3 separate regions of the Zea mays genome follow, and all the other regions are linked to region 3. The links are chromatin contacts, called in public Hi-C maps. All regions are on one chromosome and are shown on one strand. Each heading gives the region's core, a stretch centred on a gene start, on an enhancer-like site or on the middle of the called end of the contact. The rest is flanking DNA. Distances are from core to core; before and after follow the strand shown. Region 1 holds the start of LOC100382401. Region 2 holds the start of LOC103641592 (chaperone protein ClpC1, chloroplastic). Region 3 holds the start of LOC100192762 (Protein MEI2-like 1).

The links. A called contact is a pair of places that touch in the nucleus more often than the background predicts.
Region 1: a contact with region 3 is called in a Hi-C map of bundle sheath, with 2.9 times the contacts expected there. The contact joins the promoter of LOC100382401 here to the promoter of LOC100192762 in region 3. A contact is called at or near these places in 7 of 25 Hi-C or Micro-C datasets (bundle sheath, ear, endosperm and 3 more).
Region 2: a contact with region 3 is called in a Hi-C map of leaf, with 5 times the contacts expected there. The contact joins the promoter of LOC103641592 here to the promoter of LOC100192762 in region 3. A contact is called at or near these places in 4 of 25 Hi-C or Micro-C datasets (bundle sheath, ear, leaf and 1 more).

Annotation. Positions count from the first base shown.
Region 1 is chr10:113,688,442-113,692,281 of Zm-B73-REFERENCE-NAM-5.0, reverse strand. It overlaps LOC100382401, which reads right to left and starts at 2,072. Exons shown (of 2, transcript NM_001175146.1): 1 at 1,564-2,072; 2 at 1-950. The coding sequence starts at 1,980. The coding sequence ends at 48.
Region 2 is chr10:113,646,594-113,650,715 of Zm-B73-REFERENCE-NAM-5.0, reverse strand. It overlaps LOC103641592 (chaperone protein ClpC1, chloroplastic), which reads left to right and starts at 1,756. Exons shown (of 10, transcript XM_008664931.4): 1 at 1,756-2,182; 2 at 2,882-3,487. The coding sequence starts at 2,926.
Region 3 is chr10:113,822,552-113,826,787 of Zm-B73-REFERENCE-NAM-5.0, reverse strand. It overlaps LOC100192762 (Protein MEI2-like 1), which reads right to left and starts at 2,682. Exons shown (of 15, transcript NM_001362654.1): 1 at 2,224-2,682; 2 at 1,482-1,608; 3 at 1,221-1,266; 4 at 421-726; 5 at 1-73. The coding sequence starts at 1,580.

The DNA.
Region 1 (3,840 bases), core at 823-3,322, 130 kb after region 3:
AAACTTCTTAAACAAACATCAGACTAGGTACCCTGGGGCCCTCAATTTTACTCATCATCATCAGTTCTACTTGACCTGTAACGCCGAGAGTTTGCCTTCGAGTTTGTATGCATCTGTGGCGTTGACGATAAATTACTGTCATCTTCATCCATCTCGCATTGATCAGGTTCATCAGAGGCACCTGCTACCAATCCAATTACAGATGAGTTGGAATCAATAGCTCTGGGACCGTCATCCACTGCCATGGCATCCACTGACTTTTTGCGAGGGATGAATGTGACTGAGCTAGGAATCTCAACAGCAGTCTCAGAATGTATCCTGTTTTGGTCTGATCTCCCTAACAGATCATGCAGGTCAGCAAGAGCCGTCCTGTTCGAGTCATCATTAGACTCTGGTACATCCAGGGTGTAACGGGTGTACTTTGAAGGGTTCCTTACATAGTCAGGGACACCAGGAGACACAGACAAAGTAGGCGTGCTCTCCTTCCCTGTGACTACTTCCATGGATTGAGGAACCATTGGAGAATCTTCATCACGTTCAAACATATCCGACTCGCGATCCTTAACATTAGCATCAAACCGGACACGTTTCCTTGGTTTCAAATCCGCTTGCTCCTCCTTCCTCTTCAGTATAGGTTTTACATTTACTTCCTCCACAGCTTTCTTTGTCTGAATTCCCACATTCAGGAAGTCCTTCGCTTCAGTGGCATAGTGAGAGTCACCATCTTTAGCAGACCCATCGTCTTCTCTGAGTCTTGCAGATGCTGCCCTCATATCTGCCCGAGGATCCTTCTTAAAACGGTACACCCCTTCAATGGAATCATCAAGGAGGTCAGGGACTATACTGTTGATGCTCATGTTTATACCGTCATCCATTATATCGTGCATGTACACGCGGTCAGCAGCCTCCTCTCTACCAAAGGCCTCTCTGTCATACTTGTCCTCCTCTTCCTGCAATAAACAACTCTTCTAAGATAACAGTCCACTAGAAGCAAACCAACAGTGATAGATATGATGGCTCATAGTGACCGACCATGAAGAAACATTCAAGACAAGTCCAGATAAGTTACTTAAGGTGTTTCCAGGTCAAGCATATATCACATTCAAATGACGATATTTCATTAGTCAATTACTATCATCATTAACTACCACAATAAAAAATTAATCATTAACCAAAAGGAAAATAAAAAAACTGCCATAGATAGAGGGCCTAGTGAACCATTAAATGTAATACATTGGTCCTACTCGCAGTCACCAGAACACATCCAAGAAGACAAATGAAACAGAAATGCCACAACATGGAACTATAGCACAGACCACTAAAAAATGTCCAACAAAATGCTCTGATCGTCTCTGCCTATCCTTTATCCAAATCATGCAGAACCATAGTCAGGAGGCAACAAATCCTAGGTCAAGGAATAGGATGAAGGTCGATAATTGATTCGATCCTAATCTTCACAGCTTAATTCCAGCAAACTGCCAAGCATCAATTATGATATCGAAAGAACAGCTTATGGAGTGGTCAAAACAAACCAAATCAATGACCGAAGACAACTTTGCTCACCTCCCGATCCAGAGTGGGGTCGAGGCCGATGTTAACCCTAACCCCCTCGTCCTCGTCCTGCTCCGTCGCCCTCCCTCTCTCCCCATCCTCCTCCTCGTCTTCATCTAGGTCGTCCAGGTCCCCCTCGAACTCCTCCTGCCTGGACCTGCGCCTCCGGCTGCGGAGGCAACCGTTGGAGTCGTAGAACGAGGAGGCGCAGGGCGTGTCCCCGCGGCCGGCCTCACCCGCTGCCTCTTCCTCCGCGTCGCGGGCCTCTGACGGCTTCGCCCAGCGTTGGCGCTCGACGTCGCCCGCGGCCACGGACCAGGAGGCCGTCGGGAAGGAGGAGTCCGGGACGGCGTCGAAGAGGCGGGACCCGAACAGGCGCTTCACCCGCGCCTCGAACGTCTCTTGGCCGCCGCCGCCCTCGGCCGCCATCGACGACACGGCTTTCCGGAAACTTCTCGAAGGTTCGGCTAGGCTCGGTTCCCTCTGTGGGTGCGCGTGTTGGGTTCCAGGTGGGGTCGGAGGGTTTGGGATTGGGAAACAGTGCGGCTGTGCGGGCGAGGAGAGGGCAATAGGAGAAGACGGAGACGGCGATGGGGATTTCACGGATTCGGGAGTCAGCTGTGATCGGTTTCGGTTGTGGGCTTTACTATGGAGTGGGTACTAGAAGAGTGGGTTGGGCTATCTGAGCTGCGCACGCAGTCCGGCCCGTTCGCAGCTAGAAGTGTAAGAAAGAAATAAAGTACACTAGAGGTTTACGACCTCTGAACCTCGGGCCTATTTATTAGTTCACCTTTTTCTAAGAAGCTTTTTTTAAGAATTTGGTTGTAGAGAGAATCTAAGTATTATGGAGATTACTTGCGGAGAAAGATAAATGATTCATAGAGTTTAGGATATAACGGTTTCCTACTATCGCAGTGACTCGATCGATTCTATGTTCACGTTGATTTCGGACGGTTTTGACTAAATTCATAGAAATGAGCTGAAAAGCTAGACGTTTGACAGTCTGCAGTAGCTTCTAGTGGCTAGAACCTGAAAAAAGCTTAAACAAATAAGGCCTTAGAAAACCGGACAAACAGGTCCTCGAACTTTGTCAGCCATTGCAAACCCATTTAAAGTCGGTTTTACAAAACCGGATGCTGACGTGGCATGCCACCTCGAAGTCGCCTGGGGTCCCCAATTTTACATGTTGTGTCACTTAAGTCCTCTAACTTTCATTGGGTTGCTCTAATGTGGCACGACACGTCAACATCCGGTTTATGTGTTACAAAGGTACATCTTTATCTTTATATTTATCTTCCAATATGCTATCTACACGGCTAGAGTTACTCACTCTAGTGTATATGTGGACTAAATCCTATGTATCTCAACATAAAAACATATTAATCCACCTAAGTTAGCACCCATTCACAAAAAAAAACAAGGACCTTTGAATCTCTCCCTTCTTGGTATTGATGATAATTCTATAAACAAATGAGAACTAAGCAATCGCTCTGTAGGTATTGCATGCCTCTTAAGTCTCGTAGAAGGAGGCGAGAAAGTCGGAGATGAGAGAAATCGCTCTGTAGGTAGAACCATGTCGTCTTCTATGAGTCCAGCGGCCTGCTGGGTCCAAGGTATGTACGTATGGGGCATTAGTGCACCTTTAGAAGGAGCAGCTACCATAGATCATCCCTTGCTTGATCTGTCGAAGGATGAAGAACTAGCCAAAGAGGGTCAGACTTGCACGGACCCCCTTGAACTAAGTGAACGAAAGTCACCATGATAAGAATGTAGTTGGGGAGAACCATGAGAGCTGGATCCCATAGAACTCTAGCACCATCTGAAAGGGAAATAGGGTTAACCTTTTCCCACAATTAATTTTGACGGTTGAATGTCCAACACAAATATATGGACTAACTAGTTTGCATTAGAATATATGTTCTAGAGGTGCAAAAAGGTTCAACACAAACCAATAAAATATTCAAGTTATGGATCAAATTCAAAGGAGCAAAAAGAAACCAAAGTGTGCTTTGGTCTGGCGCACCGGACAGTGTCCGGTGCACCAGGCCCGTACAGGGTTGAACCAGCCACTCTCGGGTTTCAGCAGGCGCGCTCCGCTATAATTCACCGGACTGTCCGGTGTGCCAGCGGAACAACGGCTAATTCGCGTAATGGTCGACTGCAAAAGCCGCTAACAATGAACAGTGAAGAACAATGTGCGCAGAGTCAGAACCGCAGAGTTAGAGGCGCACCGGACAGTGAACAGGACCTGTCCAGTGTGACACCGGACTATCCGGTGCCATAAGAAGA
Region 2 (4,122 bases), core at 507-3,006, 180 kb after region 3:
CTAACGCTAACCTCGGCTTGTAGTGTGTGTTTAAAGTTGTGAATTTCAAATTACGCCTATTCACCCCCCTCTAGGCGACTTTCACCGTCACCAAGAAGATCGAGGCCAGGAACCCCATCTCCACTGGGAGGTGCACGCTGAAGACAATGTAAGTCCTCGATACGGTGCGTTGCACCGACCAAGACGCAGGAGCCACCTTGTCGCTCACTGCCAGGTCCCCCAAAGTGTCAACAAAATATGAGATACCCTCAAAGTTGCTCACGAGGGTATCAAGTCTATAAGGAGGCGAGAATATGGCTTCTTAAAGGTGAACTTGTAGGATCTATGATGTTGGATGATGAATCACCTCAAGAGATTACATAAGATTGAAGAAGATCATTAACAAGATTAGAAGCTATGGAAGCAAGATGTGGATCAAACATGAAATAGTGAAGAGGATGCTACAGACTTTCTCAGTAAAAAAACATGACACTACCTACCTTGATAAGAGAAAGTCCTTACTACAAGAGGATGACACTGAAAGAAGTACTTGGCAAGATTATCAACCATAAGATGATGGAAGAAGAAACCAAGTATGTCAAGTGTTTGTCCAAAGGTGTCGCTACTTTAAAGAATCAAGATGTTGCACTCAAGGGACCAAGAAGAAAAAAAGGCAAGCTAGTTGTTGAAGAATCATCAAGTGAAGATTGCTTAAGTATTGATATGACACTCTTCATTTGAAGCTTAAAGAGACGAAGAACCATAACTATAAGAGCAACAAAAGAAATGATAATTCAAAGTCAAGATCAAGGAAAAACCACTATAACTGTGGCAAGAATGGGCATTTTATTTCAAGTTGCCCTTATGAGAAGACGAAAGACAAAGAAGAAAAGAACGAAGAGAAGAAGAGCTATGTCAAGAATAAAAGTTATTCAAGAAGAGGCATAGCGGTGAAGCTCATATTGGGAAGGAATATGACTCAAATGATGAGAGTTCAGACTCTTCTAAAGAGAAAAGCATTGCAACATTGTCCTTCAACAAGTCATCACTCTTACCCAAGCTCAAGCATACTTGCCTCATGACAAGAGAGGGTTAAAAAGGTAAAAATCCATACCAAGCCACTCTCCTAAATATACATCTTGTAGTGATGATGACGAGTATGCATCTAGTAGTAGCTCTAGTGATGATGATGATGAAACAACTAACAAATCAGCCATGGTATTGAAATGAGATGCAATTCCATTTCTATTGTTTGGATGTCACTGTATTGGAGTTTGGAACTGGGTGATCTAATTCAACGCAATACAGAGGGGTGACACTCTTAATTGGGAGAGAGAGAGTTTCTAGTTATAGTTCAATACCATGGAATTGGCTCTCTGATTCTAAAACTCAATTCCATGTGCAACCAAACAACATAATTCATAAAAGCTTATTCCAATTCCCAATTCTGTGCACCAACATCGACATCCAAACAAGGTATAAAACTTATTTGATTTCGTGCAATGTAGAAGCATATTTGGTAGTGGCTGTAATGGATAGTTTAGGGCTAGTTTGACAACTTTATTTTTTTCATGAGAATCCCATTTTCTCAAGGGAAAATAAACTAATTTCTATGAGAAAATGAAAATCTCTTAGAAAGATGAGGTTACCAAACTAGCCCTTACAAACTCAAAACATCTCTAGAATTAGGGGAGATTGAAAAAAGTGAACTCATTCTACACTAATTTCGGAGGAAATTTGAGTAGCGTACAGCCGACTAAAACCCAAATCTTACGTACCAAAGAGTAATTCGGACTTCGTGAATAGCTGCGGGGGTTAAAATGACTTTCGCAAAATTTCGCTTAGCCAGCCAGCAAACCAGGCCGCTGAAATATAAAGGTGTTCCGCTGCACAAACTAGGGACGTATATGGGCTAAGTGGGCTGTACACGCGGGCAAACGAGATAGAGAAAAAGCCCGTGTTGGGATGGGGTGACGTACGACCCACTCCACCAAAGCACAAGCTCTCGTCGCTTCCTTTCCTTATCTTCTGACTTCTCCATTCCCAATTCCCACTACCGCGGCAGGCAGCTACCCCCTCCCTCTCGTCTCCTCCGCCACCTCTTCTCGCGTCTAGGGTGCGCCCGCCTCGCTGGCGTAGGGTCGGGACGGTTCTGCCGGTGCGAGCTCCACGACCCCTCTGCGGGAGACGAAACAAAGGCGTGGTAATCTCCCCGTTCCCAATTCCCCGTCTCAATATGTGAAGGGTGTCTGTCGGCGCGTCGTGGTTGGGGATTAGGAGTTGCTGGATGGAATTGGTCCCGCCGGCTCATCTCTTGGCTGCCCTGCATGGCGCATCTGCGGGTGCTTTCCTAGTGGGTAGCGCGGATGGCTCTGGCGGGGTCGCTTTTGTTGTGCGTCGCCTAGGCTAAATGTTGCCCACTTGAGAGTTGAGATTCTGCTGATACGATTTAGAGGGCGTCTTGTTGTCTCAACCAGCAACCATATCTCTTGGCTCTGTTTCGTTGAACGGTGGCTGGCGCCTGGCTGGGTGGGTGGGGTTGGGTGTTAATTCGATGTGGGATTCTAAAGCGTGTGCGCCTGGGTCGGCACAGAAAGGATGCATAATCGATTCGAGGAAATATAATATATTCGAGACCTGCAATCGTTTCAGTATGGTAGTTGCTATTGTATTTGATAGTTCCGTGAATCCTTGCCACCTTCAGATTTAGTTGCAAACTCTTTTCTTCCATCTGAATTGCCACCTTCAGATTTAGTTGCAAACTCTTTTCTTCCATTTGACTTGCCACCTTCAGATTTAGTTGCAAGCTCTTTTCTTCCATTTTAATTAGTTTGGTTTGCCGCATCTGCATAGCATTTTGTGATATTTACAGTTTTACTTAGTTCCTTCTGCAAATTTTCAGGGCTTGGTAGATACAGGTCTGGGATTGCCTTTTCCTAGTTCAACATGGAGGGCGCTCTTGTTCAGTCTGCTATTGTTCCAGCCGTTTACAGAAGCAGCTCAGGTCGGTTCCGTGTGCGTGCAAGGGCCAGAACAAATGCTACAATGGTGCGGAATACGCCAACAAGGACTCTTACTCTTGGTGGCTTCCAAGGGCTGCGTCAGACAAACTTTTTGGATACGAGGTCTGTAATTAAGCGTGACTTTGGATCAATCGTGGCAAGCCAGATTGCAAGGCCACGCGGGTCAGCCTCAAGAGGGGTGGTCCGTGCCATGTTTGAGCGCTTCACTGAGAAAGCAATCAAGGTGATTATGCTTGCACAGGAAGAGGCAAGGCGCCTGGGACACAACTTCGTTGGGACAGAACAGATTTTGCTGGGGCTTATTGGTGAGGGCACAGGAATTGCAGCGAAGGTTATGAAGTCTATGGGAATCAATCTTAAGGATGCCCGAGTGGAAGTCGAAAAGATAATTGGACGTGGCAGTGGGTTTGTGGCTGTTGAAATCCCATTCACACCTCGAGCAAAACGTGTATTGGAATTGTCCCTTGAAGAAGCTCGTCAGCTTGGTATTATCTTCACCTATCTACACAGTTAGCTCATTTTGTGTTATTAGGTTTGGTTGGTTAATGTCCACCTATAATTTTATCGGACTACTTTCTTTGGACTTTGTTCACACACCTTGAAAATTTTAATCAAAGCTAGTATTTATGGTTCCTGGTAAGACATTGTATTCTTCCTCCCCTTTTTTTACTGGGAATGCAAAATGCTAGTTTATGTTTGTTTACTGATTTCTCGTTAAGAAATATAAGTGAAAAGGGCAGCTGTTGTATGTGATTTGAGTAGAAAGAAAGCACTAACATAATAGTTCATTATAACACACACTGATGTTCTTTCATATAGCATGGCACTATAAGTTGTGAAGAAGCGTGGAATGTTAACTATTGTACTTTTTTGAAGATGTTGCTGATTTAAATTTGTTTTACTTCAGTTGAAACCAAGTGATATCAAATGGGCTTGTCTCGTCCTTAAACAACGGTTGCTACTTGTCTATTGTTCATTTTTTACTCTATGAGACTAGGGTGTTTATCGTAAGAAACACACATGCATTTTGTGGGGACTTTGTTGACACCTCTAAGTTTTTAATCTGGACAGTGTAAATTAAACTCTTGTTTTTCTGTTCATGGTATGTTACCCTATTTTG
Region 3 (4,236 bases), core at 1,433-3,932:
AATGGTTCATCATCAGCATGGTTAACTTTTCCAACCAGATGACCAACAACTCTGTTCTTTGGAGTTAATCTTACTGCACAACAGCAAATGAAAATGAGATTAAATTGTTGCTGAAACCAGAGCCTTTTTTTTCTTGGATGTAGTATAAAGAGTTGAAAGTTCATAGAGACAGTGGATTCTTTCAGCTAGTAGAAAGGATGAGTGGATAAAGAAGCAAGATTCTTAAAGGAAAAGGGCAGAGTAAATTCGCTTTGTCTATATTGTCTTCTGTTCATCTTTTCCCAACTGCTCCGAGACCTTTTCTCCTTATGTTCATGCACCGATATTTTAATTATTGCAGGTGAAACAAGCAGCTCATTGTTCAGTACTACTAAATACGTCCAGTAAAAGAGAACGTAGGAAACAAGTATGATGGCTCACTTTTCTTGTCAAAAAATTCTGGAAGGGAGCTAGAGAAAAGTCCACTTTCATATTGGGTCCCATTTACACTTCCCCTTCTACCTTCTAGAGGTGAAACCAATGGCTTGGGAAAAGAATCGAGTTGGTTTGCTGGATCCTGATCCTCTCTCCAGGAAGATGGTGGCAGCTTAACATCCAACAACTTGTCATCAAGGCTAAATGGCACTTTCTGGTCCATTAGCTTGTGTGGCTGCATAATATCTAGCTGATCCACTACTGTTGCGCCAATACACTTGAGCTTTTGCAGGGGAGAACAAGCAAATCTGCCTGTTTAGAGAAAAAACAAATCAGTGGCCGAAACAGTGACACCAAAGCCAAAATAGGTATAATGGGGTAAAACTAGCAATGCTAAATTCGAAAAAATGTGCAGTGAGTACTGACAAGACCAAGACACTTCACAAAAACAGTTGCCAACTAAATCAGGTGTTTGGCCTCTACATAAAAATGCAGCTACCTAAAAACTTCCTCGAAATGTGATACACATACTCAGGTCTTTTTCAATCCGTTGTACAAACTGAAGAAACATGAATGTCAAATACCCCAGCTACTACCTCCGTTCTTCATTCACTTGAACATTTAGAGCACGACAATCATTGACCATTAGTATTTCTAAAAATATAACAGAAACTTTGAACAAAACTGTAATGTATAGAAATTTGTCTGATGACAAATCTACTAACATCATTCTCATGTGAACATCCAGATGCTTCGATGTATAGTACAATTCAACCACAATGTGAACTAGATGCTCAGGCACTCACCAGCATGCTCAGGAAAGCAACCCTGCTTCAAAAGTCCAACTTGCCTCTACAAAAGAATTAGGCGTTATGAAACGAATTTGCCTTAGTTCTAGTTCATCATAGTAGTAGGCCATAGACACCAAAACTAAAAAGCTACTTCTTGGCCAGAAAATACATAGGCACGAACCATCATTACCTATGATTTCAGGTTTCAACTAGTGGGAATAGATCTTTGCGGAGGAAACCTCTAAGTTGAAGAACGGATTCAAACAGTAGTTTCACCTCAGGACGCAAGCGAAGCTCGTCAGGGAAGGAGGACGATTCCGACTCCGCCGGAAGAAAATGGGCCGGGGGCATGTAGCGCCTCTGCTCGGTTGGCATCCTGCGGGCGCTGCGCCTCACCCCGGACCTTAAAACACAGAGACAAGTTTCAACGCTCCCGTGAGCTCGGTTCAAACGGATCAGAAATTCAAAGCATAAAGCCATAAACACAGAAACCTTGACGAAGTGCGCGGAAATTTGGGTCCCGAACAAAACCGGGGCCATGGAACACTTGGCAGAAATCTACAGCTTCGGGGTTCAGAATTCCGGGCCAGAAGCGCTCGCTTTTACCGATTAATTAAAAAAACAGTGTACAGAATTCAACTATGGGCTCCAGCAACATTTGGCCGTAGTAAAAGAGCGCAGAAAAAGACCGGGAAATTAATTAACCAATGGACGCCGGCGTGGACAAGCACGAAAAGCACACAAGCAACCTGTGATCGAAATAAAAGCCGGAACCGACCAAAAAAATGGTGCAGGCCGCGCGCATCAAAATACTGAACCCGGATCACGCGATGGAACCAAGATCACGCGAAATTCTCCGTAAGTCAAGCACCGTTTGCTCCCGAAAAAGCTAGTAACGGCTAAGACGAAATTGAAAACCGCATGAGCAGCCTAAAAACATCCAGACGGCAAAAATCACACAGAGAGAGAGAGTGAGTGAGAGAGAGAGAGCGAGCGCGCGACGAAAGTGCGGTCTCACCAGTTGGGCGCCTGAGATCCCCTCGTCGGCGTCACAGTCCGGAGCCCGACGCGTGCACGCAACCTGTGGACGCAGCCGCAAGCTGGGGAAACGGTTCCATGGCGCAGGCCACAACAGCAGCACCTTCACCAGAGTTGAAAGACGCGGAGGCGGGGCCAAAGGGGGGGGGCACTCCAGCCGCGCAGCTTAATGCTTGCAACGGGGAGCCGGACGCTGGCTGCTACCTCCAGTCCAGCTCCAGGCCGGCGCGCACGCCCCCAGCCGGGGCAGACTAGCAACCAAACCCTAGAGATGGAGCGAGAAAGCGCCGCTAAGCCTCGACTCCTCCTCCATTCCCAGTACTACCTCCCTCTCCCGCGCCCCCACAGCTCTCCGCGCGCGCAGTCGTCGGGACAGTTCTCCGGCGAGTTGGTGGTGGTGGTGGCGACAGGCGGAGCGGAGAAGCGAAGCAGAGACGATTACGAAGCGCAAAAAACAGTTTTCAAAGAAAGCACGGAATACTATAATAGCACTAGTATTATAAATATTTGGCGAAATCGGAAACGCGAAACAGCAGGGCGCTTGTCCGTATATATACCGGGCCGGGCCGGGCGGGACCCGCCGGCGGTAGTCTCACCGTGCGGGGGCGGAGGGCCCCGCGGCGGGTAACGGAGCCGCCTGAATGACAGGTGAGGCCACGTGCGGTGGCCCCACGCGTCGGTGAGTGCGGATGGCGTACGGGCGCTGGGGACCCACGTGGCGGACGTCGCGGGAAGCGGCGCTTTGGACGGGAACGGAATTATTGGTGGGACGGGGCGTGACCAGTGAAGAGTCTGTCTGTCTCTGCCTCTGAGTGAGAGCGGACGAGGTGACGTGTGGTTTTGGTCCGTCAGTGCGTCAGCCAGAGGAAAGGATAGCGATGCCACCACGACCACGAGCCGTGGCCCGTGGGCCGTGTCATATGGTACTGCACCGTACATATGGGTCAGTGAATCCAATCGAACGGATCGGGTCCGGCAAGAAGAAGTACGAGTAAAAAAACTCCGTAACGAAAACTGATCATGGTGTCGTGTCTTGGATAAGTACTTCGTGACTCGTGTCTTCCTTGGATTATCTGGAAAACACGTCGAGATGTTTATCTATCAAAAAGACATCAACGAGTCTGCATGGGGGAACTATGCAGTACGTAGGCATCCTTACTTGTTAGCACCAGTAAGTCGCGTGTACGCAAAATGACGCAGTCTGTACCACTTTGTCGCTAGTGCTACTAATGCATTATGCACTAACTAAGACTCCTCACGTCTTAAATTACATTTCAAATTTTATTGTAAAGTCAATTGTGGCTAAATTTATATATTATTATTGTTATACTAAATATATTTTTTAGATCTTTTATTAATTATACATTTATTGAATGGCATATTTTCAATTAAATTTAATATGTTTTAATTCCAAAAAAATAGAATAATCTCTACTATATGTAAGTGGCCACATCGTGGTAAAAAGCGCACCTACTCGAGCGCTCTCGCTACTCCGTCTGAAATTCATGCAAAAAAAAATAGGCGTCGAGGATGTTGCACGCGTGGGTGGGGTTCAAACATAGATCTCGAAGGTGCAAAGCTGGAGCCTTAGGGCCTGTTTGTTTACCCCCCAGATTATATAATCTAGATTAAATAATCCTAAGAGGCAAACAAACAGTCCAGCTTATTTGCCCAGATTATATAATCTAACCCCTTTGATTATGATAATCCATAAGCAAGTGAGGAGGTGCTTATTTCAGATTATTTTTTCCCACTTCCCCACTACCCTTTCAAGTTTCCTAGAAATTACCCACCATTGCCATTATAATCCACCGAATCGTTTTTGCGCCTAGTACTAGTTAATTTGGGGATGAAGAAGGTGACATGAATGTCTTCCATGATAATATTGCTAATGCAATATTTGCCAATGTCAATTGAATTATTTTTTATATATATATGAGTTTCAACCTAGTACAAATATAGAGGGCATTCTTGTCTTCCTCATACAAAAGAA